Linked DNA regions of Mus musculus: regions 2, 3 and 4 are each linked to region 1. A link is a contact called in public Hi-C and HiChIP or PLAC-seq data. All regions are on one chromosome and are shown on one strand. Each heading gives the region's core, a stretch centred on a gene start, on an enhancer-like site or on the middle of the called end of the contact. The rest is flanking DNA. Distances are from core to core; before and after follow the strand shown. Region 1 holds the start of Mdga1 (MAM domain containing glycosylphosphatidylinositol anchor 1). Region 2 overlaps Btbd9 (BTB (POZ) domain containing 9). Region 3 overlaps Btbd9 (BTB (POZ) domain containing 9). Region 4 holds the start of Tbc1d22b (TBC1 domain family, member 22B).

Region 1 (5,309 bases), core at 894-3,393:
GTTGGGAAAGGAATACAACAGTTTCCCAGAATAGGCAAAGCCAGAGAGAGCCTGACTCATCAAGGATGACTCCCTGGGAGCTTCCTGGGGGATTCTGGAAGCTTCCCAATAATGGCAACAGGACAATAAACCAAGCTACTCACCATCACCCCCTCATCTGATACCACTTCCCTTTCAGACTGAGTGGGAGAGGTAGGTGGGAAGACATTGGACGTCTGTGGATCATATCATGCATTTCCCTTCGAGTTAACGGAAGGCTGAGCACGTGGAAGGTAGCTTTGGACTGGGGGATCTGGCCCACGATGGACATCATTCATTCATTCATTCATTCATTCAATAAATCTCTAGTTGGCATCTGCTGAGTTGAGTTTGGACACCCTTAACTGAGCATTGGACTCCCACCCCTAGTAAGAGTAGGAAAGAAACAAAGGAGCCAGGAACAAGGGCGGGTAGCCTGGATGAACCATAAGCAAACTGAGAAGAGTCAGGCTGATGGCGCCCCTCCCCATCTACCAGGCAACACCTTGTGCTTTCCACTCCTCCTTAACAGGTTATGTTTGCCCAGGAGGGTCAGAGGAGAAACATCCCGGTGGGAGTGGGCTTGGAGAGGGAGGGATTTATAATTAATATTTTTAATTCATGCGCTGATTTACATGCAAGAGAATCAACTCTTTGGGTGATCAGAAACAGGTCTTTGAGTTTGGACAGATGCCTGAGGTCATGGACCCACCATTGCAGCAGATCCTGAACAGGATCTAACCTCCGAGCTTGTTAGCTGCTGCGGCTGTGCTGTCCGCGCTCCCACGGGCCGCTCTAGTACAATCCCTGCGCTCACGCCGAGATAAATAACGGCGACAGGTGGAGCAGGTAAGATTAGCAGGACCGGGTTGGAGGGAGGACGCTATCGGAGGCGCCAGGGAGGTCGTGCGCCTCTCTGCCCAGCCCACGCCCCTCCCCAAGGGCGTCTGGAAGGAACTACATCTTGGTCACAGCTTCGGGGAGGGCCGGGTTAAGGTGACGGAGTCTCGAAGTGGGGGGAGACAGGCTTCCCGGCTTGGCTGCAGGAAGCGCGAGCACCCCTAGGGCACTTGGCCACGCCTGAGGTCTCACGGGTAGGCAGGATTTGAGAGAAGCGGGCTGAAGGGGACCCTGGGTGTCCCTGTGGAGCTCTGGCACTGGGGTCTTGCTGGCAAACCTGTTGGCAACCTGTGGGCCTCAGCTAGGACACTGCAAGCTGCAAGCGCGTCCTCCTCCTCAGTGCCTCTGGCAGCGTCCCCGGCGCCCGACCCGGGGAGAGGCCGAGGCAGCTTGGAAAGGGGCTGGGGCTCTGCCAGGGGCGGGTAGTGGTGGTGGAGGTGGCGGGATTCCCAAGCCGAGCCAACATCCCTGCAGAGCGACAGCAGGCAACCGCCTCTCGCGCCAGCTCTGGTCTAGGAGAAGCAGACGCCTTGGCCTTTCCCTCCGATCCTAGGCTCCAGTATCACCTTCTCCAAAGTGCAAAACATTCATTAAGTGTCCAGTGCCCTGCAGGCTTGCGTCCCAGCAACCAGCCGCCGGTGCTTGCCCGGCGAGCGTGCGGCGAGCGTTTGCACCCGGCCAGGGCTTTGCCAGCCTGGGCTGTGCAAGGGAGGGCGGAGAGCGTGTGCGAGTGCGCGGCTGCAGAGCCCGCGCCGAACCCACGTTCCCGCTACTGTCCTCGGGATAGATGGATCCATTGCTGCTTTCTGACATTTTTCTGCCAGGGGGCTGGTGGGGGAGGCGGAGATAGGGAGAGAGAGATGGGGGGGGCGGGGAAAGAGAGAGAGAGAGAGAGAGAGAGAGAGAGAGAGAGAGAGAGAGAGAGAGAGAGAGACTGCTTCCCCCAGCCCTGTTTTGTTTTCTCTAATTGGTCCTGGGGGAAGCAAGGAAATTGGACAGAGGCTGGGCCGGGCGAGCTGGGCTGCCTTTAATTGGCTCCCCTTTTTTTAACTGGAGGGGAATCAAACAGGAGAGCGAGCGAGCGACAAAGGGTGGGAGAGCGAGAGACCGATCGCGGAGATGGGAGGAGGGAAGAAGGGAGGAGGGAGAGCGGGAGGCGGGGTGGTGGTGATGGGGAGGTGGAGGAAGCGCGGAATGAAAAGCTCGGAGGGACCAGAAAGCAGCACAGCGAAGCCCAAGTTAGGGAGCGAGCGGAGCGCTCCCGCGGCCCCGGAGCCGGAGTGGCCGCGGTGCCCCGGAGCCCGCCCGGCCCCGCCCGCTGGGGCCCTCTCGGGCCCAGGCCGCCGGGAGGGGGGCGGGGACGCCCAACTTGGGGCGCGGCGCAGCCCCGCTCTCCCGAGATCGCGGAGCCCGGGAATGCCACGGCGGCGGCCAGACGGCGGGAGAGGAGCGGGGAGAGAGGAGGCGGCCAGCAGCTCCTGAGCCCGGGCCTCCGCAAGAGCGCGAATTATTTTCAAAGGACTCAAACTTTCCTCTTTCCCTTGCTGGCTGCGGTCCCTCTTGCTTTGGAACCGTTCTCTGGATTCCCGCGGGGGCGCCGGGACGCGATCGCCTCCCCCGGATTCCTCGGCGGCGGCTCGGCTAACTTCGCGGACTCGGGGACCCGGAGCGCTCGCCCCGCTGCCGAACCTAGTCCTCGCTGCTCCAGCGCTCCAGAGGACCGGGACCCGGCGCCCTCGCCTCCGGGAAGGGCGCCCAGCCCGGCTCCCTTGGGTCGGGCTGCGGAGCCCTCCACACCTACTGCAGGACTGGAGCCAGCGGATTAACCAAAGCAGAGTCCGGGCCTCCTGGCCTGGCTCCGCGGAGGGGCGTCCCCTGGGCGGGGAAAAGACAAGTTTGTCAGGCATCGGTGGCCTGTTGGATCGGAGCGCGGCCGCCGCAGCAGAGAGGTCCCCCCGCGTTCAGCACCCTCGGTGGACAGCCCTGGGGACCTAGGACTGCTCGGTGGCCGAGCTTTCTGGGCCAGGGAGCTGGCTGCTGCGCCCGGTGCGCAGAGGCTTCAAGGTCTGGGGCAGCGCCCCCTGCGTCTCCACCCGGGCAGCCGCCCTGTGGGAAGAGGACAGAGCCGAGTCGCGGCTTGCTCAGACTCCTAGTCTCGGTCGCCGCCCTCTCCGTCGCGACTCAGGGAAAAGGAGGGAACGCAGAGGGCAAAGCGGTGCCCCGGCGGATGCGCCCCCCGCCGCCTCTCAGGCTGCGCCGCCTCGCGGGGATGAAGCACTGGCCGTGAAGATGGAGGTGACCTGTCTTCTACTTCTGGCGCTTATCCCCTTCCACTGTCGGGGACAAGGAGTCTATGGTAAGAGCCAGCGTCCCGCTCTACCCTGGCGGAGCCGCCCGGAAACTTTACAAGATCTTGCTCAAAGTGCGCGCTGCCGGGGCTTGGTGGATGCACTGATGGCCGCGTCTCCGCCCTCGCCTGGGCGCCGGGAGACCGAGCAGGCTGCTCCCGAGCCCAAGAAGCGGTCCTAGGCTATTGGTGTGAGGCTGGGGATGCCGGGGTAAGGTCTCGGCTTTCCGAAATCTTTCCAGGGGTTAGAGAGATCCGGAAGTCTTGGGAGAATAATACAGTGAGCTCAGGAGACCCGGGAAGAGCCCAAGCTCTGGGCTGGGGCAGCTGTTCCCACGGAATCCTTTTCCTCCCTCGGCTCAGCCTCCCGAGTGGAAGCGGGCGATGAGCGATCCGGAGTTGTGCGCGGCTGGCGGGCGAGAAGCTCTCCAGCACCGCGGCCCTGAGGCTGGCTCGCCTTCCGGGCAGTGGCCGCGGCTCGATCGCCTCTTCTAGCTTCTTGGCGGTCTGAGCTGTTGGGCATCCCTTAGCCCAGGCGCCGACTGTTCTCGGCATCCCTTTTCAGACCTCTCCTGAGCCAGCTCTTCCTGTCGCTGGTTCCCAACCACAGAACCCCAGCCCCAGCTTCCTTCTGCCTGCTCGCACACACAGACACATTCAGCCACAGTCCTCAGGAAACGCACACACGGCTCGCACCCATCCGGCTACGTGTCTAAACCCTGCCTCCCGCCACGCAGCTCTGCTCTTGGATGCCCAAGACAAGCTCAGTCGCGCCATGGAGTATTCTGATCACCTTTTCTCCACTCCATGCCGCGGGTTTCCTCACCGAAGACTCCTTGGTTCAATACTACCCAGGGTCATCCTCCCGACGTGCACAGCACAGAAAGTCAGTCAGTCCCCAGAGCCCATGGCCCTGACTTTGCGTTCTGCTCACCGCAGGGTGGGCTTTGTAGTTACTTTCTAATGATGTGTGGCTGGGGTGGGCAGGATTCTCCTGCTTTCTCTGGGGCTAAGAATCTAATTATTCTCTTTGAGAGTGGAGGGTGTTGGACCCAGACAGTGTGGGTGACAGAAGCCATATCCCCTGGCTACTAGCTTCAGGTCTTGGGTCTCTCACTGTGCCAGGCAGAAGGAAGGAGCGTCCCGGGGAGGGGGTATCTGGAAAGTATACGCTCCTGGGCTCTAACAGCTTGGGCTTAATTCCCTGGTGAGGCCAGCCCAGGCATCCAGCCAAACTCTGCTTCTTAATTAGTTTGTGTGTCTCTTACTGCCTGGCCCCTGGCATAGGCCAGAAAAGGCAGGCGGGAGGGATGCTGCAAGAGGCTGAGCTTTATGTATTGGGGGTGGGGGGCTATAAAACAAGGCAGGGGAAGACACCAGAGGCCTCAGAGTTCCTGTTCTCCGGAATCACTAAAGATATCAGCAGCTCAGTCACTGCCACCTTCAAGTGGCTACTGTAACTTGCTCACACACCCTCCTGAGGTGCGGGTCTGTCAACGGCACCTTTCTCCTGCGTCCTTGGGCTGGTCTGATGACACTATCTCATGCTCTCTGGCTTGGGTTTCTCCATCTTCATCTGGGTGGCCTGATGTACATTTAAAGAGTCCTCTCTGGGTTTACTTAGGAGCCCCAACAACGAGGACAGAGGTTAGGGAACAAGAACTATGGTCTATGTAGACCCTCATTTTCAAGCTTCTCTGTCCCATCTCTCATATGCTGGGGTCCCTGATGCTCTTGTTACAAGTCAGGAAGGGTAGATATACTGGGTCTGCTCGCCCCTCGTTCTTCAGGGGCACTCTTTGCTCCTGAACTTAGATAGCTTGGCTCCAGGCAAAGCTGGGTTGTAGAGGGGATTGCTGAGTGGGACATCTTTTTTAGAGGTGAATGGGAATCGGGAGAAACAGGAGCTAGGGTGGGTGGACAGTGTCCCTTGCAAGGTTACAAAAGCTTGGTGACACCTCAGCAGGATTGGAACTAAGGAGTGTGGTAAAGAGCCAGGATGTGTTCTACCCCACCCATTTCTCTGAACCCCAAAGCAGATGAA
Region 2 (5,309 bases), core at 1,903-4,402, 380 kb before region 1:
TTTCTATTCTAATGTCTGTTCTTTGGTTGGTTGGGTGCCAGGATTCCCCATCTGCTAGGGAGTTGCTCTCACTGAGCGATGCTCCCGGTCCTTGATTTCTTAATGGCATTGACAATGTGTTTGAGTCAGTGTTCAGTACCATCAGCCCTACTGTTGGTCATCACACAGCATGTTTATGGTGCTGTTCACACTCGGCTGTAACATAGAAGCTTTGGTGTTTAACTGGCTTCATGTAACAGTGTAACGGTCCACGTGGCTGCTCCTGCTTGTGAAGTGGACCCTTCTTATGGGTTCATCATGGTTTGGGGGCTCGTTGGCATCTACTGCATCTAGCAGATACAGGTCATAGAGGCAGAATGAGAAGTTATAGCTCATTCTAAGAAGCCCTGGCTTGTATAGTGTGGCTTCCTCCCACTCACATGCCACTGGGGACGAAACAGCCTGTCCACAGGAGTGTGACTAGAACACCACTAGTCAGGGAATATGAGTCCTGTGAGCACCTTGGCTATAAGGTAGGGAAACAAGCTATTATCAGCTAACTAGTACTCCAGAGCTTTCATACATTGTATCTCCTTGTCTGGAGACAAAGTGCCTTTTGGGATATTGCCCTTGTTCATTTGGTTTTAAGATTTATTTATTTTATGTATATGAGAACACCATTGCTCTCTTCAGACACACACTTCGTCCCCAGTGGCATGTGAGTGGGAGGAAGCCACACTATACAAGCCAGGGCTTCTTAGAATGAGCTATAACTTCTCATTCTGCCTCTATGACCTGTATCTGCTAGATGCAGTAGATGCCAACGAGCCCCCAAACCATGATGAACACCAGAAGAGGGCATCAGATGCCATTACAGATGGTTATGAGCCACCATGTGGTTGCTGGGAATTGAACTCAGGACCTCTGGAAGAGCAGTTGGTGCTCTTAACCACTGCCATCTCTCCAGCCCATCCCCTTGTTTTATAAAAGAGGAAGTAGTTTGAGAGAAGAGGCATCTTTCCCATGGAGCAGAGGCCAAGTTTTCATTCAGACTCTGAGACAGAGCACACGCTTTACAGATCACAGTATTACTGAAGAACACCAAACTCCCTGTGTGGAAAGTCATGGGAACAGGGTGGTTACTTTGTTCTAGTCTGCTGGGACCCTTTACAAACAATGGCATGCCTCTAGCCCAGTGAGCCACCTGCCCCAGTCCTCTCTCCAGAGCTAGACTGGATCCCCCACAGCTCACCGTCTTTGGCATTAAAAAAAAAAAGATTTATTTTTATTTACTTTATGTATATGAGTGTTTTATCTGCATATGTACCTGCATGCCAAAAGAGGGCATTAGACTCCATTACAGATGGTTGTGAGCCACCATGTGGCTGCTGGGATTTGAACTCAGGACCTTTGAAAGAGTAGCCAGTGCTCTTAACCACTGAGCCATCTCTCCGGCCCCATCCTTGGCATTCTTGAAGCCTTCGCTGTCATTTGTATGTTTCTTTATAAGCCTCCATCCAGGGAGCACCACAAGCCTTCACAAGAGCACGCTTGCCATACACAGAATCTCCTCTGTGCAGATTCTCTAAGTGCTTTTGCTTGGCCATCAGCATCTTATTGGTTTGTTTCCATTCATTGATGGACTTAAATAATTAACAAGCTCTCAACTTCGATTGTGACACACAGGCTCTCTGGTAGTGGTTTACATATTAATAAGCTGAGAACTTTTGATGTATCAGAACTAACAAGAAGGAAAAGGAAGGCAAGATTCTGTTGACTCCATTAGAATCAGTGGGAACCACAGTTAGGATTTTACATGTATAGATGTAATCAGCTCGCTGTACCTCTACCATCTGTGTGGTCCCTTGGGTCTTTCAGCAGATGTTAAGAGAAGATCCTTTTAGCATGGAGAACTGCAGTCTCCTGTTCCTGAGAGGTAGCACGCACGGTAAGAGTGGTTGGGTGCACAGAGCTCTGGTTGGCCTGCTCTGGTTTGCTTCCGAGGTGAAGATGCTCTTTCCTATTGGGAAAGTCTGGCTTTAGTATTGGCAGTTTTGTTTTTTTAAACTTTTTTGTAGCTCTTGTTCTTCTCATATTCTCTTACCCTGAACCTTCAGACCTTATAGTCAAGTTATTCTCCTCTCTCTTCTAAATTGTTGGAACCTAATCGTTTTTAACAGTTTGCAAACAGCACACGGAACATTAAACAATTCAGGGGACCTGGGCAGAGAGCACAACTGACCTTCCCATCTTCCTGTGCAGTCCTCAGAGGTGCTGCCTCTGACTGTATGTAGGCTTTCTGGTTTGTTTCCTGTTAACCTCTGTACTATCAACAGCATTTATTCTCTGTTTATTCACCAGCTTTATTCGTTCCCAGGTATAAAAGAGGAAGGAATTTTAAACCACTCATTTCTGGGTTACTTTTTTTTTTTTTCTTTTTAGTACTACTGCAGTTTGTCTTTTTAAAACAGTGTACCTGCCCTCTACTTTCTGGCCCATCCTTTAAGGACAGAAGCTCTTGCCTTTCCACTGTGTTGATAAGGAAGTGGATTCTGTGTGTTTTGCTCTGTCTCTCTGAACTTCTCACTTTTGTCTGTCTTTTCTTTCCCCTCCTTCTGTCAGCTGGCTATATTAATATTGTAAAGGTCTGTGATACTTAGTTATAACTCAGAGTTAAACTTTCTGTTGGCGCCGGGCGGTGGTGGCGCACGCCTTTAATCCCAGCACTTGGGAGGCAGAGACAGGTGGATTTCTGAGTTCGAGGCCAGCCTGGTCTACAAAGTGAGTTCCAGGACAGCCAGGGCTATACAGAGACCCTGTCTCAAAAAACCAAAAAAAAAAAAAAAAAAACCAGCAACTTTCTGTTGGCCATAAAGACCCTGAAAGGAAACCACTCAGAAGTCACTGTGATGTTCTGATTATATAAACATTGTCTAAAACATGTCTGGTAATTGGTCAGTGAGGGAGCCTCTGAGCACCCACCCTCCTGAGCAGAGCTTCGCGGCTCTGAGCAGGTGGGTGAGGCTTTCTGTGAGTGCTCAGAAGGAGCAGAGCCACCGCCAAGTAGCTGCCATTTAGCCAGCTTTCTCTTGCCCGAGCTTCCTTACTGCTTGGTTTCCTCCTCAGCAGAGCTCCAGGAACTTGCTGTTCGTCCACTGATTGGTTCTGGGCAGACTGCTTCCTACACCTCCTCTGCAGCTGTGATGGAAATGCCTTGTCTTTCCTACGTAGGCTGGCATGTCCTCCATTCCTTTTCTTGTACAGCATGGTGAAGGGTTAACAATACCCTTTCTCTGTGAGTGAGATACTGACCATGGAGCCAGTTCCCTTGCTTGGCCCATTAGACACCTCCCAGAGGTGTGCTGTTAGGGCAGTGCTTTATATAAAACTATCCCTGGTCCATAAATAGCCTCCTGCCTGGGAGGCTGCACAGGCGTGGTTAGAAGCTTGCAGCTGGGCCTCCCCCAGAGTGATGGCTTCATAACTGTCCCTGCTGTCCTGGGACAGAGCCCATGGGCTGCGGCAAGGGAAATTGCTTTGTGTTTGGAGTGTGAGGTTTACCCTTAAGGGTCTCCACCTGCCTGTTACTGAGTCACACTCACTACTTATCATGTGCAGGACACACACTTGTGTAAATTGCTACAAGGAAGAACCCCCTAGTGCTATCCTGGTGGTTGGTTCCTTTTCCATTCTCTCTCATGGGTTACCCTGAAGCTCAGTATAGATCGCTTGGTCCTTTGAGGCAGAACATTTAGTCAATCATTGATAGACACTATTGTAGGGTAGATCCGTAGATTTTTTTTCAGAAAAGGAATGTCAAAAGCAGATAATAGGAATTTTTACGTGTCTGAATCACAGTTTGACATGGATTGAGTTCCTCCAGGAGTTCATTCCTGTGTAAAATTCATCCTTGGAGAACCTCAGACTTCCTGCCATCTACTGTCTAACGTTGCTGAGGACAAGTCTGCTGCTGGCCCAATTCTTGTTTCTGTAGAGGCTTCTAGGCATGTCCCATCATCCTTGCAGGCCTGACGACTCTCAGTGCCATGGCTTAACACATGCTGCTGGCTAGCCGCCGTACACAGGTGGCTTCAGGTTGAAGATCCATCTAGTTGACAGTGTAGACAGCAGAGTGTTGCGCCTGTGCATTTTGTAAAATCTCATTAAGGCCTTCATTCGACCGAGTCTGTCGTCCGGTCAGCATCATCCGGTTATTGCACTGTCTGTTGCTCTTGCATCATTTACACTTTTTATCACGACTAATTTTGAGGTTGTGTATCCTGTGAAAGTCAGTGGACAGCTTGCAGAAGGGAGTCCGTGGGGCGTGGGGCCAGTCTCTTGCTCAGGTCCCTGAGCTTGCAGCTTGCAGGAGGGAGTCCGTGGGGCGTGGGGCCAGGCTCTGGCTCAAGTCCCTGAGCTTGCTGACAGGTGCCTGTGCCTGCTGAGGACACCTAACTGGCCTTGTTTACCATGGGTGGGCTTTGCTGCACAGCTCCAGCTAGATTGAAACTTATTGTGAAGACCAGGGTCTCCTCAAATTTGTGGAATCCTCCTGCCTCTTGAGTTGCTAGTATGACAGATGTGAACCACCATACCTGGCTTCCCTCTGTGTTTCTTTGAAGCCATATTCGAGGCTTCCAGAAATAGTGAAAAGTAAAAATGTCTGCACTGGGAGCCACCTTTGTCTAAAGCCCCCCAATGTTGCCTTGGGGTCCCCTGGGGCCAGCCATTGATAATCCAAGGCTTTGAATTGTTCTCTGTCTTTTTCTCTGCCTAACTCACCTCTGCCTGTCAAGCTACTGTCTTTCTTACTGTCTGAGTGTTTCTCAAGTACTCATTCCAGGACTGAGGACTTAAGGACAGAGTTCAGAATTGTGGACATATCATCAAAAGAAGAGAAAGATGATAGACGAAAACCCAAAGGATTCACACCACCCTGTTGATAGTGATCACCTTGGTGCAGTTGAGTTATAGAAAATATTTCTAATTTTCTACATTTTTGACCAATTTACACCTATTTCATAGAAAATGTTTTTAGAAAAACAGCTGCATTTGAGGAAACCTTTTTCTTGCTGCAGATATAAACACTTTGTAGCTGTGAGTCCTTGCCTGCATTTGCAAAGCCTGGGCAGGTAGAGCAGCCTGTTTTCTTCCCTGTCAGCACTAAATGAAGGAATTGTGTTGCATGGTGCTCTCTCCCAGCAGCTTCTAGGATACTGGACACCAGGGGTCCAAGCAGCACCTCCTCCCAGCCCTCCTGGAGGCTGGCCAGCCTCTCCGATCAAGCCAGGCTTGAGATGACAGCATTTCTACAGCATTCTCATGTGAAA
Region 3 (5,309 bases), core at 1,771-4,270, 340 kb before region 1:
AACTCCACTTCCAATGGCTCTGACACCCTCTTTTGGCTACTGCAGACACCAGGTACACATGCACACAGATAGTAAATGTAGCAAAAATCTCATGTGTAGAAATATTAACTATTATTTTTTTTAAAGTCCTGATAGTGTTCTGGTCTTTCTTAATTCCATTGTCAAGATGATCAACCGTCTTCCTGCTTTGGAACATGCAGACTTACTCTGTCGCCCTTCCTCCCTTCACCTTAGGCCATGGCTTCACTGTGTCTGGAGCCTGGGTTAATGTGTGGGGGGCACACTGGTCACCTTCCCTCCTGTCCTTTTCCCAGAGTAGTAGACGCTACCTACTTTCTTATGTCCGTTGTCCACGTATTTTCAACGTACTTTTGTAGGAACAGCACGAAATTGTCTTACTAGGCGTCCAGGGAACCTTTCCACTGCAGCCTGAGACACAGCACTCCTGGGCATCTCCTGCCCATCATTTCATCTTCCCTTCCTGCCATGCTGTGTGACCTGTGCTCTGGATCCCCTAACTCAGTGCTGTTGGAGCTGAGTCCTTTAGTAGAACATCCCAGGGAAGGGCGCTCTGCTAACGTCTTACTAATGCCATGGAGGTACCTTGTTTAAGATGTTAATGCAAGTGACTGTCTTCTGTCATACTCGCCGGGCAGTTTGGCTGGGAACTGGCTACTCCGTGAGCATGGGAAGGAAGGGCCCCCCATCTTATGACGCAGGATGTCTGATTCCATCTGCAGCTGACCTGCTGTCACCCTCTCTAGCGACACTGGCGAGCTTTGGTGTGAATGTTCCTTACTACGTGCCTACGGGGAACAACTCCATCCTGTGTGCCAGGGAGGGCCCTGCCTGCCTGCCTGCCTGCCTGCCTGCCTGCCTGCCTGCCGTGCCTCCCCAGCTGGACTCTCCTCTTCTCTCACAGGAGCGTCTGACTGTATTGTGGCTTTCCTGTTCTGCTTCCTTCTGCTCTTCCTTTGCCTCTGTTATTCCCGAGAAATTTCCTCCACTTAAGTCTTCTAACCTCTTCGTTTAATTATTTATTTCAGCTGGTGTTCTTAATTTGCAGAAATATTTTCTTGTTTCAAAACAGCTCTCTTCATATCATTTTATTATTTCAGGGGAATCATGCTTTATTTTCTGTGAGGATAGCGGTTTTGTTGTACGGATTAAGTCATATCTATACCCACTGAGTCATTTTCTTCTCTGTTTGCCTCCAGCCTTTATGTACAGTCTTTTCTTGCTGGTGCTTGACAGATTGTTCACCTTTAAACAGCTTACATTGAGAAAGCTAGCTGGAAGTGTTCTGTCTGCAGATGGTCCTGTGGACACGTTCACAGTTACCAGGCAGGGCCTACTGTGTCCCTGGGAGACCCCTGCCACGCAGCCCGGACAGCACATCACTGCCTCCTGGTGGCTTTTTACTGGGATGCTTTTTGACCTGGGTATGACCAACTCCATTACATATACAGGGTGGGAGCTCAGCTGCCTCTACAGGGAGTCCCTAGTCATCTGTATCATCTGGGCAGCACCCCTTGGTTTCTCACACTGCTGGATTTTGCCAATGGTTCGCCTTTAACTGGGATCAGCTGGTGTCTGTTGCACCATAAGAATACAAGCTCCTAGAGAATGGGGGACCAGGAAATCCCACAGCTTGCTTATCCTGTCCTGCCTCAGCTCTCTATGGGGTTCACAGCACTGCCTTACTCCCAGACAAGTGTGGGTCCCAGAGCCAGGTGACAGAGTGGCTGTGACCCACACTTGTCACTCCTGTTGATGGGCTCTCATTGGGCCCTATTTTAGATCTCCGACTTGATATCCGTGATGGTTTGTAATCCTCACTCCTCAGCAGGGGCTTTAGAAAGATTGTCTTAAGCTCTTGTTTTCTGACTTGTTTAATCAGTACTGTGGAAACATCGCTTTCCTTTCTGAAGCTTGTGTGTGTGTGTGTGTGTGTGTGTGTGTGTGTGTGTGTGTGCACGCACGCGAGCACCCGTGCATTCGTGTGCGTGCATATGCATGTGTTGCTTACACCCTTGTGCATGTAGAAATCAAAAGAGAGCTTATAGGAGTCCTTTCTCCCCTTCCTGAGTTGCAGACTTAGCGTCATTACCCACTGAACCATCACTGCTCCAATAGAGCAGCAGAGAATCGTTCTCTCTCTCTGGTTTTTTGTTTTTTTTTTTTTTTTTTTTTTTTTTTTTTTTGGTGTTTTGAGACAGAGTTTCTCTGTGTAGCCCTGGCTGTCCTGGAACTCACTTTGTAGACCAGGCTGGCTTCGAACTCAGAAATCCGCCTGCCTCTGCCTCCCAATTGCCGGGATTAAAGGCGTGCGCCACCACTGCCTGGCTGGGATTTTTGATAGGTCATAAATCTCAAGTGAAGACCACATCTGTTTTCTGGCCCATTGCTCCTGTTCAGATCCTTCATCCAAGCCTAGATAATGCAGTCACAAATGTGTCCTCACCCAGGACAGGGAACCACCAAAGCCAGCATGGTGAACCAATGAGTTTTATTGGGGTTACTGCAGGAGCAGAAATGACTCAAAGACAGCTGCATCACCAGCTCCAGAGTAGTTGCCAGCTCACAGAGCTGGGAACCTGGAGTTCACTGCACAGCCAGTGGGCAGCTCAACAGGCTGGAGAATGTCTTTTCCAGACAGCTGAGGCAATCTGAGCCTCTTCTAGGCAGCTGAGTCTTCCAGTCAGTGTCTCTGATCAGTCCTTTCTGATTTATACACTCAGAGAGGGAAGGACCCTTTGAATCTGGTCAGTTTCAGGGATTTCCTGAAGCCTTTGAGTCGGTTACTTCCTGAACTTGAGCTTCCCTGAGGATGGAACTTAGAACTTCCCTCCAAGATGGAGGTTTGAAAGAATCGCTGCCCATCAACCTAGTTCTGGTTAGGGGAGCCATCGTGTCCCTTCCTGAGATGTGCTGCCCAGGCAGTGTGTCATCATGGCCATGAAGCCTATGGGAATGGCCCAGCCTCGGCTGGTCTGGCATCACGGTGCTGGGGTTTTTGCTTCTATGAGATCTTACTCCAAGCAGTGTTCTCTGAGGTCACACCGCAGTTATAAACAAGGCTCGAGTAACATTCCAAACCCCCCGTTTCCTCTCGGGGATTCACTGGAAGTTATTTTGACAAAGTCTAGGGAACACTCTGGAAGCTGGTGCAGGGCGGGGGTGGGGTGCTCATCTCTGAGTGCCCTGAGTGGGCTTCTTCCCACTTTGCTCTCTGGATCGGTGTCTGGTTCTGGTGGCAATGAGATCATATATTCAACTCTCAGGCCGTGTTAGTGGAAATGAAGTCTAATGTGATTAGATACTAATGCAATGTAATGGAGGATTGGTATTAAATTGAGACCTTCTGATCTTATTACTCCACAAACTCTGGCTCCCTCCTGATCAGCCGTTGCCCTGCCCAGAGCCCCAGGCCAGGCAGAAGCTGAAATGAAGAGAAGAGGGCACCTGTCTGCCAAGGACACTTAACAGGCTTTCGCTCAGGAGCTCCAGCAGAGGCACAGGTCTGACACTGGGCCTGCCTACAAGCCTGGAATCCTGGGCTCTGTGGGGCCTGGGAGGGCTCACATGCAGTCTTTACTTTAAGTCCAAAGTCTCTGGAGCAATGAGGCGCAGGGCTAGAAATACCCCTCCCACCCTGTCCTCCAAATGAGACCCAATGAAGGCTACAGCTGTTGTGTGTCCCAATCCCGGCCAGCTGGAACGTGTACCCAACCAACCTCCTTTAGGGCTGAGGCCAGAGTTCTGATGCCTCACACAGTCCCTAAATGCTAGGCTCAGAGCCACACTTGTGGGACCCCACAGCCATGCAGACTTCTCCTCACATGCAGTGTCCCATAGGAAAGTGAGAACTCACACCCACACCCACACGTGCACACACTGGGAAGCAGGGCAGAGAGGCGTGGGGGGGGGGAGGGCAGGTGAGTTGTCTTTATGTGTGAGTAATAGTGTTTTTACAGAGAGAGTAATTTTTCTTACTCTGTTTTCAAAAACCTGCTTCCAGAGGCAGAGGCTCTGTGCACAGGATGGTAATGACTTTTTAATGACCTTAAGAGGACTGGTGTCCGGGCAGCAGTGAATCCGGCTCAGTGGGAGGCGCATGGGGAGAAGGAAGATGGAGCACCTGAAACCAAGTGGGGAAGACCAACTGCAGATACATATATTTCCTTTGCTAGTATTGCTTGGTAATTAGACAATTACAGGAAACAGCTTCACAGCAGCTGGCATTTCCACAGTGGGAGGAGGGACGGCAGCAACCGTGGGCTCCTCACATGGATGATAGAAGACAGGACGGGAGCTTGCAGGCACAGTACATCCCATGAGGGCAGGAGCAGGGCTCCACCTGCGTGCCTAGTGGCTTCTAGGGAGCTAGTTCAGCCCAGACAGAGGAGGAGGACTTGTCTTTAGACTGTCTGTCTGGGTTGCAGCTGGGATGATGGTGACAGTCAATGGGTGATGTGCTTGCTGTGTGACCCTGAGGAGCCAAGCTTGGATCCTAGCACCCACTTAAAAGCCAGGCATAGCAGTGCATGCCTGAACTCCATGCTGCTGTGCAGGGAGGCAGGCAAGAGTCTGGAGCTCACTAGCTAGCTGGTCTCACTGAAAGGCAAGTTCTAGGTTCAGCGAAAGACATCTCCAACAGTAGGGTGGACTGGACGGCAATAGAGGCCTTAGACCCCTGACCTCCCTGTGCACATGAGCACTACACACTCATGGGAAGAGAAAATAAACACTGGAGGCTGCCAGAGCTGGGCAGTTCTGAAGGACTGTGGGGCTGTATCTGCAAGCTGCAAAGGTTGGAGCCTTGCTGTGCACCTGCCTGCCTGGGGACCAGCTCTGGCGTGGAAGTGAGCCCTGCAGCTCCAAGCTCAAGCATAGAACCTGCCTCACCCTGTTCCACCCAGCCACTGCCCCCTACCCTGCTTCAAAACGTCCTCTCCAGCTACCAGGACAGACACTCTACCCCTGACTCAAGTTTGCTGTATGTACTGAATTACCTACCGATGCCAGCAGCAGCCCAGTGAGGCAGGCCCGCCCAGCCCTGCCCACACGTAGACGAGAACATCTCTTCTATAAACTCCTACCACCCTTGATTATGTACATTCAGACATCCTCTTGTCACCAGGCAAGCATGGTCTACAGTCTTGCTTTGTTTCCTGATAACTATGCACCCTCAGTCAGAGTCACAGACAGTAACAGTGCCTGTTCTGGGAGATGGCAGATGCCCAAATAGGACACTGTCTTTCCTGCTTCCTTCAGTGACATCGTAGGGGAAGCCCTGCCCCATCTCC
Region 4 (5,309 bases), core at 1,085-3,584, 340 kb after region 1:
CAGTGTACTAAATAAACACTGTCCTGGGTTCTTTACAAATAGGGCATTTTGGTTAGCCTTCGGGGAATTCTGAGGGAAGAGTTTTTAGTCCCCACTTCATAGGAAACTGAAGCTTAAATAGATTGTGAGTCCTACAGATCAGAGAATCTGAAGGACGATGTCAATGATGATGACGATGACAATGGTAATGATAATAATAATGATAAATGGTGGTGACCTGGACTCCAAGATTCTTGCCTCTGTGGCTCTATGTTTCAAAATGAAAAAGGAAGCCAGAGATTTGAAGAAACTGAAGAATCCTCCTAGCTAGCAAAAGCAATGCTTTTGGGCCATCAAAAAGGCTCAGCAGATAACGATGCTTGCGGCTAAGCCTGATGACCTGAGTTCAAGCCCTGAGATCCACGGGGTGGAAGCAGAGAACTGACTCCTGTAAATTGTCCTCTGACCTCTACGTGAGCACTGTGGCATACACACACACATACACACACACACACACACACACACACACACACTGATTAAGTAGATGAATAAATATAATTATTTAAAGTGGTACTTTTAAAAAGTTGACTTCCTGTAGGCCAGTAGAAGAAAAAGACAAAAGGCCATTAATACACCACATCTGGCAGTCCAAAGGCACAAAGACCATCCATCGCCCATTGTCCTCACCCCTGCTTCCTGACGTCACCATTTTCCCAATGATCGTTATCTTAGGATATCAAAATGAAATGACCCCTCCAGAGCAAACTCCCAGAGAAGAGCAGTCCACGCAGCTGGAGAGCTCACTCAAGCAGGAAGGAAAAGAAATCTGTGGCAGGAAGCGGAGCTTATCTAAAAACACAGTGTCACTGTTCAATGTGTGAACACCCTAGCCCCACAGCACTTCAACCCAAAGCTAGCTTTGCCTCCCCTGCTATTATATTAGCACACATTGCTAAAACCTGGTCCCTCAACTTTCTCCACGTGTGTAATGACAGCTCAGAAAAGTTACACAGCCAATGCTGACTCTCAGTTTCTCTTTCGCTTGAAGAAGGGGGCGAGGGCTGTGTGTAACTCAGTGGCAGAGTGTCTTCAACAGTGTGAAGAGAGAACGGAAGAGGGGGAGAAAGAGGAGAGGGAGGGGGAGGGGAAGAGAAGGAGGAGAGAGAATGGGAAAGAGGGGAGAGAGAGAGGGAAAGGAGGAAGGGAAGAGTGCGAGGTCACAGGTCAAAGGACTACACCTGAACAAAAAAAGACTTAACAGGAAAATCACTAAGGATAGAACTCATGAGGGCGGTGACCAGACACAAACTCTTAACACCAAGCAGCCTGTGGCTGGCAGAAATCTTAAATTCAGTAGTGAAACACATAGGGCTTTCATTTTTCAGGACATCACCCAAAACAAACGGAACCAGTAAACCAAAAGGCAGCCTGACTGAGAGACAATTGCTCAGTGTCAACATACACTAACAAGAGAAAGAAACACTAAGGGAATAAGTTGCTTGAAAGGTCTGCTCTCCAACAAAACAAGAATAAAAGAACTTAATGCATCCACACTGAAAAATCATCACTTCTCCGGGATGCCAGAAGGAATAACTTATTCTCCACCCTGCGGCCACCCTGTAATAATTTCTCAAAAGAAAGGACCAACTCAAGACAGAGTAAGGTCAGGCTTGAGAATTCCCCCTCCCCTGTCTTGCTCATACCCCTGCAGGCCTGGCCCAGGCTCTCCTATCAGAACCCCTTTGGGAGTCCAAGGGAAGACAGGAATGTGATGATGGGCTGGGAACCAAGGCCATGGGGCCACCAACCCTCATGCAAGCAGCCACCCATGCTGTTGGAGACCCCTAAGGAGTTCTGTAGAAAGTCGGAAGCGGTCTGCAGGTGGCCCTCCACGGCTACGCTGACAATGGCAACTCGCCCAACTCCACTGCCCCTCACACTGGTCCCCTGACACCTCCCAGCTGAGGTTCCCCGCCCCCAGACCCCAGTCTGCACCCCACACCCAAGCTGGCCAGGCTCCTCTGATTGACAGCTGCTCCAGCCTGGGCTACTCCGACACCAGCCCTCCGGCCTCGGGGGTACCCCAAGACGGAGGGATTCAGGGACCAGGATCTGGAAGGCTTTGGGTCCAATCCCCACTCCCCTCAGCGTCCTGGGCTCACCTCCCCGGTAGCTTGGCGCTCCTCTTCCAGAACTGCTTGCTGTTCTCGGCGGCCATCTCTCCGGCCCGGGGGAAGGCCTGGTCGGTGGGTCACGGGGGGGCCCCGCGACAGGCCCCCGGGACCCCGCAATCTGAGGGCCAGCCCAGGCCGCTTCCCCGCCGCCGGTCACCCGCTCCCAGCTCCTGGGGGCGCCATCTTGGATGTGGGCACTCCCCCCGCCCAACACCGTTGCCATTGGTGGGCTGAGCAGGCCGGTGGGCGGATGGACCAATGAGGATCCCGGATCCTGCGGGCCGCTGAAGGCCCGCGGCAACGTCAGGGGCTGGGCACACAGGTGGGCCGGGGAGGCGGGGCTTAGATGGGCAGGAAGGCGGGGCTGAAAGTTCCTACTCCCCGGAGGCAGAGAACCAGGTACTGCGAGGAAGAAGTAGATGGGACTGTTGCCTTTGATGGGCTGAGGTTCTGGGGTTGTCTTGGTGGAGAGGGGTAAGGAGAAACCATAACATTTGTATACATTAGTCTTTAAAGGAAGGCCTCATGTAATAATGAACATTTTTTAATGTCCCTCACCTCAATGGCACCCAGGGTGGTTACCCCCCCACCCCCCCACCCCCGCCTTGTTCCCTTATGGTCCTAGTTTCGCAGAGGACAGTTCCGGCCATACCCCAGTGCGGGTAACTGTTGTATGAGTAGCAGTTGATTTATCAGACTCCCCCTTTCTTCCGCTAACTGAACTTCGTGATGTAATCCCTTCTTCGGGTCTGACTCTTTCTGGTTATGAGGATCCAGATACTGAGAAGTCATGCTTAGGAAATACTAATTTATCCTCCAAGTAGCATTTTCTCTAGGGACGTTGTTCATCCCCATGGCAACAATCAGGAAGATGAAGGATGTACCCCCAATATCCTCAACTCCTTTATTAACTGGCTATAAATCTTCCATCTATAGATTCATTTTTCAATCTAATTTTGACTCAAAATGAGATCTAATTTTAGCATGTTGTCTCCTTTGGGTGTCATGTTAATGACTACCTCTCTTTTTTGAGTGTGTTCTGGGACATTTGGGGGAAGATGGAGGGTACTTCCTTTTTCTACTCCGAAGAAATGTTTGTTCAGACAAGGAACTGTGGATATGTGCGAGCTACTGCTCAATCCATCTCTGTACTAACACCCTAGGGTTTCTAAATATTGAAAAATACATTACATTTATTCAGTGTGTGTGTGTGTGTGAGAGAGAGAGAGAGAGGAGAGAGAGAGAGAGAGAGAGAGAGAGAGAGAGAGAGAGAGAGGTCAAAGGAGAACTTCAGTTTTCTCTTCTCACCGAACTCAGGTCGTCAAGACTGGCTGTAAGCCCCTATACCCATTGAGCCATCTTGCTGGCCCAACATACTGGCAAATTCTCAAGGCTCCTTCTTTTCCCACCTAAAGAAACACCTTCTATATGTCCCTCAGTGATTTCTTTTTACATAGACATTACTCCCAGTTTTCAGGCTTCTTTTGCTTGCTAATGTTAAAAGACTAGGACTGTAGACCTGAACAGGTGGCCCAGGGGTTAAAAGCATGTGCTGCCCTTTCAGAGGACCTGAGTTCGGTTCCCAAGTACCCACAACAGGTGGCTCATAATGGCCTGAAATTCCAGATCCAAGGGATCAGACACCCTTTTTTGGCTTCTGTGGACATTGCATACATGTTGTTAACACACATACACACACACACCACATACACACACACACCACATACACACACACACCACATACACACACACACACACAAATAAAAGTAAACATGATAGGAGGCTGGGGAGATGGCTCAGAGGTTAAGAGCACTGACTGCTCTTCCAGAGGTCCTGAGTTCAAATCCCAGCAACCACATGGTAGCTCACAACCATCTGTAATTGGATCTGATGCCCTCTTCTGGTGTGTCTGAAGACAGCAACAGGGTACTCACATACATAAAGTAAATGTAAAAAGTAATAAGCATGATAAGAGTTAGATGAAAAGGGCTATTTCTACTGAACCACTGTTCTTTTATAGACTTGTATCTTATCATTTTTCCCTTTAAAGATTTATTATATATACTGTCTCTCTCTTCAGACACACTAACCCCTAAGAAAGTGAAAGAATTTTCTTGGGAGGGGGAGGAGGGAGAAGGAGGAAACTAAACAGTCTTCTACCCTTCTCCTTCCACAATCCCAATAACAAACAAAAGTTTGATTCCACCAGAGTTCACTCATGAGTTTATTAGGCTTACTTACAGAGTTTGAGATGGGTTGTAGTTAGGAGTGTGGGCGACCCTAAAGCAGATACACTGGAAAATCTGCATGAAGCATGGATGTTTGCTTCCCCTATAGCCACCCAGATGGAACCCCCTCCCCAGCCGGTGTACTCAGTGCCTCCCCATGACACCAAAGCCATGTTCAATTAGGACAAAACTTTACACATATGACTTTATACAAATATATTTGGCTCTCAGGATAGTGTTGTACAACAGGAGAATATACTAAAGTCTCCTTGTGACTGATGATAATTATCTTTATTCTTTTATTTAATTTTTTTAGATTTTTTTAAATGTACATGAGTGTTTTGCCTGTATGAGACTCTGTGCGCTATCTGTGTGCCTGATACTCACAGAGGTCAGAGAAGGGCATGGGATCCCCTGGAACTGGGGTTATAGATGGTTGTGAGCCACCATGTGGGTGCTAGGGATTGAACTCCAGTCCTCTGGAAAAGCAGGAAGCGCTCTTAGCTACTGATCCATCTCTCCAGCTTCCTTTGTCTTGATTCTAAATGGCCAGAACTTGTGCTGGCCTTTGTGACTTTAGAAGAGCCGATGTCACATGATGGCGGTACATGGCTATCATTCTCATACTTGGAAAGCTGGGAAAGAGAGGAGGTGCAAGGATAAGGCCACCCCAGGCAAAGACTACGCAGCAAGTTCTCCTCCAGAGGGGAATGCGGGAGAGGTAATATCTGGTATGTGTGTGGGATATGTATGTCCATGCCTGGGTGTAAATGAACATGTATGTGGGTGTACATGCATATGGAGGCCAAAGGTAGATATCCTACCCCTATCACACCACATTTTTTGTTTGTTTGTTTGTTTGTTTTTCCGAGACAGGGTTTCTCTGTGTAACCCTGGCTGTCCTGGAACTCACTTTGTAGACCAGGCT

The links. Hi-C and Micro-C count contacts between places; a contact is called where the count stands out from the background. HiChIP or PLAC-seq counts read pairs in DNA pulled down with a chosen protein or histone mark.
Region 2: a contact with region 1 is called in an H3K27ac HiChIP or PLAC-seq map of extraembryonic endoderm stem cells, with 9 times the contacts expected there. The contact joins the enhancer-like site here to the promoter of Mdga1 in region 1. A contact is called at or near these places in 2 of 484 Hi-C or Micro-C datasets (the N1E-115 cell line and myocytes), 15 of 115 datasets of contacts at active chromatin or transcription factors (embryonic basal ganglia, embryonic forebrain, embryonic hindbrain and 7 more) and 2 of 9 other capture datasets (adipose tissue and liver).
Region 3: a Hi-C map of muscle stem cells shows a contact between it and region 1, with 3 times the contacts expected there. The contact joins the enhancer-like site here to the promoter of Mdga1 in region 1. A contact is called at or near these places in 11 of 484 Hi-C or Micro-C datasets (embryonic fibroblasts, embryonic stem cells, muscle stem cells and 4 more), 13 of 115 datasets of contacts at active chromatin or transcription factors (embryonic basal ganglia, embryonic forebrain, embryonic hindbrain and 7 more) and 2 of 9 other capture datasets (adipose tissue and embryonic stem cells).
Region 4: a contact with region 1 is called in an H3K4me3 HiChIP or PLAC-seq map of stem cell-derived neural progenitor cells, with 46 read pairs. The contact joins the promoter of Tbc1d22b here to the promoter of Mdga1 in region 1. A contact is called at or near these places in 1 of 39 promoter capture datasets (embryonic stem cells), 2 of 15 datasets of contacts at CTCF or cohesin (embryonic stem cells and large pre-B cells), 32 of 484 Hi-C or Micro-C datasets (the BV-2 cell line, CD4 T cells, the CH12 cell line and 16 more), 20 of 115 datasets of contacts at active chromatin or transcription factors (the 230-238 cell line, T-cell acute lymphoblastic leukemia, Th17 cells and 11 more) and 3 of 9 other capture datasets (adipose tissue, embryonic stem cells and macrophages).

Annotation. Positions count from the first base shown.
Region 1 is chr17:29,885,412-29,890,720 of GRCm38.p6, reverse strand. Mdga1 (MAM domain containing glycosylphosphatidylinositol anchor 1) reads left to right here and starts at 2,143. Exons shown (of 17, transcript NM_001368423.1): 1 at 2,143-3,274. The coding sequence starts at 3,208. It overlaps Gm41559 (a long non-coding RNA gene), which reads right to left and starts at 820. Exons shown (of 3, transcript XR_003952341.1): 1 at 731-820.
Region 2 is chr17:30,267,709-30,273,017 of GRCm38.p6, reverse strand. All of the region lies in intron 9 of Btbd9 (BTB (POZ) domain containing 9), which reads left to right. Among named protein-coding and RNA genes, the nearest start is that of Zfand3, 270 kb to the right of the region's middle. Within about 2 kb of position 3,152, at least 13 of the 459 cell types and tissues checked have an H3K27ac peak or open chromatin away from gene starts, as enhancers often do. A contact at or near this core is called in extraembryonic endoderm stem cells, where this site is marked.
Region 3 is chr17:30,228,977-30,234,285 of GRCm38.p6, reverse strand. All of the region lies in intron 9 of Btbd9 (BTB (POZ) domain containing 9), which reads left to right. Among named protein-coding and RNA genes, the nearest start is that of Zfand3, 230 kb to the right of the region's middle. Within about 2 kb of position 3,020, at least 4 of the 459 cell types and tissues checked have an H3K27ac peak or open chromatin away from gene starts, as enhancers often do. A contact at or near this core is called in muscle stem cells, where this site is marked.
Region 4 is chr17:29,546,827-29,552,135 of GRCm38.p6, reverse strand. Tbc1d22b (TBC1 domain family, member 22B) reads right to left here and starts at 2,334. Exons shown (of 13, transcript NM_198647.1): 1 at 2,142-2,334. The coding sequence starts at 2,197. It overlaps Tmem217 (transmembrane protein 217), which reads left to right and starts at 2,543. Exons shown (of 3, transcript NM_001162901.1): 1 at 2,543-2,627.